Regions from separate parts of the Mus musculus genome. Here region 1 is linked to region 2. A link is a contact called in public promoter capture Hi-C data. All regions are on one chromosome and are shown on one strand. The core of a region is the stretch at or near the end of the contact, and the rest is flanking DNA. Distances in the headings are between cores, read along the strand shown.

What was found. Promoter capture Hi-C pulls out the DNA fragments that hold promoters and counts their contacts.
Region 1: a promoter capture Hi-C map of the HPC-7 cell line shows a contact between it and region 2, with 6 times the contacts expected there. The contact joins the enhancer-like site here to the promoter of E330021D16Rik in region 2. A contact is called at or near these places in 5 of 39 promoter capture datasets (the HPC-7 cell line, embryonic stem cells, liver and 2 more), 3 of 484 Hi-C or Micro-C datasets (embryonic stem cells and pre-B cells), 2 of 115 datasets of contacts at active chromatin or transcription factors (both in embryonic stem cells) and 2 of 9 other capture datasets (adipose tissue and liver).

The regions. Positions count from the first base shown.
Region 1 is chr6:136,688,272-136,691,647 of GRCm38.p6, reverse strand. No RefSeq gene overlaps it. Among named protein-coding and RNA genes, the nearest start is that of Plbd1, 28 kb to the right of the region's middle. Within about 2 kb of position 1,362, at least 123 of the 459 cell types and tissues checked have an H3K27ac peak or open chromatin away from gene starts, as enhancers often do. A contact at or near this core is called in the HPC-7 cell line and adipose tissue, where this site is marked.
Region 2 is chr6:136,413,943-136,416,924 of GRCm38.p6, reverse strand. It overlaps E330021D16Rik (RIKEN cDNA E330021D16 gene), which reads left to right and starts at 1,356. Exons shown (of 2, transcript NM_001201390.1): 1 at 1,356-1,598.

The sequences.
Region 1 (3,376 bases), core at 113-2,612, 270 kb before region 2:
CACGGCTGGACTGCTGGACCGTCCTAGCCAGTGCCTGATGCGAGAGGCATCACTCTCTGTCCATCAAGCTTGCTCACATGCTCTAAAATACGTGGCTTTTGTGTCACATGCGTGCAGGTACCCAAGGAGGCCAGAAGAGGGAGCCAGAACCCCTGGAGTTGGAGTTACCAGAAGGTATGATCCGTCTGACAGGGTGCTAGGGATGGAACTGCAGTCCTTTGCAAGAACAGCCAGACCTTGCTGAGCTGTCTCTCCAGCCCCAGGATTCCTCCCAGTGTCAACAATTAACCTCTTGGCAATCTCTTCTCACTGCAAACCTGCTCCTTGCTCTATCTCCTCATTTTGTCAGTGGTAGCTTCTGTCATCCAGTTGCCCTGGTCAAACACCTTAGAGCCAGCCTTGCCATATGTCCATAGCTAAGATGTCAGTCAGTTCTGAAGCTTACACGCTGCCTTCCTAGGACAGATCCCTGAGAGAAGAGCCTACCCATCTTCCTCTGTATCCCCAATGCTGAATGATTGACAGCTCCAAAGCTGTCCAACGTGTAGTCACAGACTGTTGAATTCCTGCGTAATTATCTGCATTTTAGTCACGTCTATTTTCTTATTTAGTTGAGCAAGCCTGTGCAAGCAATCCCATAATTACATTGCAAAAACAACAATGAGAAACTTTAAACATGTGCTGAGATATAAGACTTTTGTATCCATTAGCTGTTTGTTTGAGACAAGCTCTCACTACTTAGTCCTGGCTGGCCTTGAACCACCCATTCACAGCTTGTGTCACAGCTTCGTCTCAGTGTCAGGGCATCTGTGTATCCAGATAAGTGGTCTCCATTTTGCAATACAAAGATCTGTGCACCATAGACCTGTGACTTGAGAGACGAAGCTCTGAGGAAAGGAAAAAAGCATATCTGACCATTGCTGGTGTGTGGTTTTGCTATGGCTCGTGGTTGAGATTGCGTTTCTGGTGGTAAGGATGGAACCTGGGGCCTTGCATACTAAGCAAGCACTCCACACTGAGCGGCATCCTTGTCTCTGTCTGCCTTTGCTGTCAGTTTTGAGCTGACAAGCTTTGCAATTTTTTTTTTTCACAGATCTTGGGATTTGTGTCACAAAATGCTCTTACTGCCACAGCAATGTGTGGAATGTGAAAGGGGGGAGGTCAAAGGTAGAAAAGAGAGACTAGCCCTGAGTGCCTAGGGCTCAGTCGAGAATGGAATGGGGGAAGGAAGCTGCAAAGACCCTAAAGCAGGAGAGGGGGCGGGACTCAGATGACCCAGGGAAGACACTTTGCAGTGGTTGACTGAGGGTAAGTGAAAATCTCTGTGCTGTTGTCTACGGCTCTTAAAGGGAAGTTGAGGGGATTCCCACACTACGGCTTTCTCTTCCTCTCTGAAGAGGGAGGTGGGCCGCCTACTCAGAACAGAATCAGTGAGAGGGGAAGTTCGAAAAGTGAACCATCCATTTTCAAGTACTCTGAGGAAGTGAGAGGGTAGGCCGAGCAGGGAGACTTAATAGGACGGCTGAGGTGATTTTTCTCCAGCTGTGGTCTGCTAGGGGCGGCAGACAGAGCCTCTAGCTGGATTCGTCTGCGTATTTTGCCGGCTGGAGTTGCTGTAATAAAACATCATGACCAACAGCAACTTGGAGACAAAGGGGTTTATTTTATCTCCCGCTTCCAGGCCACAGTCCATCGCAGAGGGAGGGCAACAGGAACTCAGGGCAGAAACACTGACTGAGGCAGGAGCTGAAACAGAGGCCATGGAGGGGTGCTGCTTACTGGCTTGTTCCTCACGACTTGCTGAGCCCGCTTTCTTATACAACTCAGGACCACCTACCAAGGGGTGGCCTCCTCCACCTGCTATGGGCTACTCCCCCCGCCCAATCAATCATTGATCATAAAACTGCACTACAGTCTCACCAACAGATGTATGTATTCTCAGTTGAGCGTCTCCCTTCCAAGATAACTCCAGCTTGTGTCAAGTAAGAAAGGCCAACAAGGCCAGCTGGGTTATATTAACAATTGTGAGGTCTCCATAGGCCTGTTGTGATACCCAGGGGTCGTGACCAAGCCCTAGGAACTCTATAATGTCAATTATGTCTTTTCAAAATGAGCTATTTCAGTGCAAAGAAGTCAGTTTACAAAACAAACCAAAAGTATAACTATAAAATAAAACCATAGCAAACCTTACCAAAATTAATGTCACAAATAAAAGACCTGGTGACCTGATGTTTATATTTTAACTTTGATGGAAATACATCTGTGACATGTGTGATTTTATTTATTTACACATCACATAAAAATCTAGAATTCTCTTTTCTGCACTTGTCAATGAAACATCTGACTTCTGTTCAGCATTAAGTGTCTTGTTGATGAATGTTATGCCCCGACTTGCTTTTTTTTTTTTTTTTTCTGAGACAGGGTTTCTCTGTGTAGCCCTGGAACTCCCTCTGTAGACCAGGCTGGCCTCGAATCTGACTTGCTTTTTAAACAGGAAATGTATTCTTGGGGACTGTGTTCTGAGGTAACAAAATTCATCATCAGCACGAAGCTGTTAGACTCCAGCCTGGGTGTGTTGCCGAGCACCTTTATTCCCAGCACTGAGGATTGTCTCCACAGGAAGTTCCAGGCCAGCCCGGGCTGCACAGTGACACCTTGCCTCCAAATAAATAAGTAAATAAATAAATGTTAGGCTTCTTGAACTAATTTATAAAATTAGCATGATCAAAAAAATACCAACCAAACTCTTATAGAATAGACAGGGTTTCTTAAAGTATAAATACTCAAGGGCAGACAGGAAGACAGTAATACTAACAAAACCAAGGGGAACACATATCAATCCATTGTAAAGCTTCCATCATGAAAACAACAAGGTGAACTGTGCTGGATAGAAGAGAAAAGGAATCGATTCAGTTAGCATATAAATAAATGTATTATAAAGACGGTGTTCCACGTCACCCAGAAACAGTGAACTTTTGTAGTAAATATGCTGGAATTTGTAGTAAATATTCTGCCAGTTGGAAAGATAAAGTTGTATCCTTCACCCCTAAGAGTAAACTTCAGCAGGGCACGCCGCTGTACACTACACATCCGTAAGTCCCCGCACCGGGATGACCGAGGCAGAAGGACTTTGAATTTGAGGCCAGCCTGGCTATGTAGCAAGACCACATCTCCAAAGAATAAATAAATTAATAAAAACTTCAAATGCATCAGGACGATAAAAGCAAAGAAAGAAGCTATGTGAATATTGCAGTCAAACGTGGGTGCCTGCAGAGCATGGGGTATGAGGAGTAGCTCTAGAACTACCAAATCCGGAGGCAATAAAGCTGAAAAGTGTGACCATGTACGAGTGCACGATTCTTCCTGGTCACAAAGG
Region 2 (2,982 bases), core at 107-2,606:
CTGCTGGCAATGATACCGAAAACCTAGACACTCTGTGGGCACCGTGGACTTTATAGAAGCAGGGTTGCTTTCCTTGTTAACCCTTTCCTAACCAGTACCTTCCAGTTTTCTAACGTTCCACATTTTGAGGTCATACTTCATTCTGAGGTGATTTTATTGCCTGTTGGCCTAGCAATTTCAAGGCAAAAAGCACACTTAGTTTCCTCGAATGTGCATGTTGGCCATCTTTGGTCCTTTTAGCTGGTGTTCATGGTGAGAATGGAAGCAAATGTTGCTGAAGGGATAGACTCAAGGAAAGACTTGTGTATCTGCTGCCTGTGACCTCACACATGAGTTTTCTGATTTGAGAGAACGTCATACCCCGTTCCACAGCTTCCGGTGTTTTGTGTGGAGAAAGGAAGGGAATGGTGGTCTGCGTTCAGGATTCCTTGGGCTCAGTGAGACTCCAGGAACAAGTCTGTGCCCTTCGGTCACTTCATTTTGCGTCAGTGTCCTGGCTAGTTTTATGTCTGCTTCATAGAACCTAGGGTCCTTAGAGAACACAGTTCCATAAGTTTAGGCTTCAGGCCTACCTGTAAGGCATTTTCTTAATTCCTCATTGAAGAGCACCAGCCCTGCCTCCAGGTTCCTGCCCTGCTTTGAGTTTCTGTCCTGACTCCGTTTGGTGATGAACAGTGATGTGGAAGCAGAAGCCACATAAAGTCTTTCCTCCCCAACTCTTTGGCCAAGGTGTTTTACGGCAATACGCATCCTCGCTGAGACAAGTTGGTACCGGGATAGTGGGTATTGCTGTGACAGAACTGACCACACTTTGGGGGGAGGATTGTGGAAGAACTTTGGGCTAGAAAAGTTATTGATTGTTAAGAGCTCACTGAGCTGTTCTGTGGCAGCTTTCAAAACCAGAATGCTGAGAGAGCCGTGCAGAAGATGGAGGCCTGGCTTGGAACCCTTCAGAGACTCTACCAGGGCACTTGCATGAAGAATCTGTGGTATTTGGTCAGCTGGAACTGAAGAATCAGCTGTGATTAATAAGAGACCAGAACCACTAAAGTAAAATGTTTGCTTTGCTGGGACAATAGGTGCTGGTCAGCTAGGGCTGAAGAATCAGCTATGGTTAAGAAGAGACCAACAACATCATTGAGGTGAAATCTTCTGGGAAGCATTTCCTTAGGGCCAGCACACAGAAGCTGCGGTCCAGAAGTGGCCAAGTTTGTGCAGCCTTGTGATAGCAGCTGAACTTGGTAGTTGAAGTCACCCAGGTGGTACTGGTTTAGAAGGCAGGAAGGGGTCACGGAGAACAGCTGAGGTTTGCTACTGGGAGAGGCCATAAAGGAAGGCAGAGCCAAAGAGGCAATAGGAGCTCCGGGATTCAAGAGGTCATGCAGAGAAGTTGAGGCTTGGCACCACGAAGAGAGGCTGTGAGAGGCTGTGAGTGAAAGTGTCGCCTAGCTTTAGCAGAAGATTCCAGCATTTCGGAGATTCCAGTACCACGCCTGGGATGACCTCCAAGAACGGCAGTCTCGGCCACTAGAAGACAAGCTGTGTTGCAGAGAGCAGAGCCAGAAGAGGGTCCCAAGCCTGTTGGAAGGGCCCAGATTGTGAGTAACTCTCAGATATTAGACACTGAATTATTTATACTACTGGAGTTTTGATTTTGCTTTGTTCATATTGTGACTGTGTCTTGGTTTTTCCTCACTTGAGGTATGAAAGCACTTCAATTTCTTTTCTCTTTTCTTTTCTTTTCTTTTCTTTTCTTTTCTTTTCTTTTCTTTTCTTTTCTTTTCTTTTCTTTTCTTTTCTTTTCTTTTCTTTTCTTTTCTTTTCTTTTCTTTTCTTTTCTTTTCTTTTCTTTTCTTTTCTTTTCTTTTCTTTTCTTTTCTTTTCTTTTCTTTTCTCCCTTTCCTTTCCTTTCCTTTCCTTTCCTTTCCTTTCCTTTCCTTTCCTTTCCTTTCCTTTCCTTTCCTTTCCTTTCCTTTCCTTTCTTTTTCTTTTCTTTTCTTTTCTTTTCTTTTCTTTTCTTTTCTTTTCTTTTCTTTTCTTTTCTTTTCTTTTCTTTTCTTTTCTTTTCTTTTCTTTTCTCCCTTTCCTTTCCTTTCCTTTCCTTTCCTTTCCTTTCCTTTCCTTTCCTTTCCTTTCCTTTCCTTTCCTTTCCTTTCCTTTCCTTTCCTTTCCTTTTCCCTTTTCCCTTCTTTTCCTTTTCCCTTCTTTTCCTTTTCCCTTCTTTTCCTTTTCCCTTCTTTTCCTTTTCCCTTCTTTTCCTTTTCCCTTCTTTTCCTTTTCCCTTCTTTTCCTTTTCCCTTCTTTTCCTTTTCCTTTCTTTTCCTTTTCCTTTCCCCTTCTTTTCCTTTCCCCTTCTTTTCCTTTCCCCTTCTTTTCCTTTTCCCTTCTTTTCCTTTTCCCTTCTTTTCCTTTTCCCTTCTTTTCCTTTTCCCTTCTTTTCCTTTTCCCTTCTTTTCCTTTTCCCTTCTTTTCCTTTTCCCTTCTTTTCCTTTTCCCTTCTTTTCCTTTTCCCTTCTTTTCCTTTTCCCTTCTTTTCCTTTTCCTTTCTTTTCCTTTTCCTTTCTTTTCCTTTCTTTTCCTTTCTTTTCTTGTTTTTTGAGACAGGGTTCTCTGAAGCCCTGGCTGTACTAGAACTCACTTTGTAGACCAGGCTGGCCTTGAACTCAGAAATCTGCCTGCCCCTGCCTCCCGAGCGCTGGGACTAAAGGGGGGTGCCACCACGCCTGGCTCTTCATTTCTTTTTGATTTTATAAAAGCCCACATTTGAGAGATTTTAAACTTAAAACTTTTTTAATCTTACAGAGAATTTGTGTTTTAAAAGACTGGATTTTTTTTTTTTTTAAAGAGACAACCTTTCAAGTGGTGAGTTTGTAAGGCTGTGGGACTTTCCAAGTTTGTAAAATGGTTTTGTCTTAGAGTTTCAATTGCTAGGAAGAGAATCCATGACCACAGCAATTCGTGAAGGAAAACTTTTCATTGGGG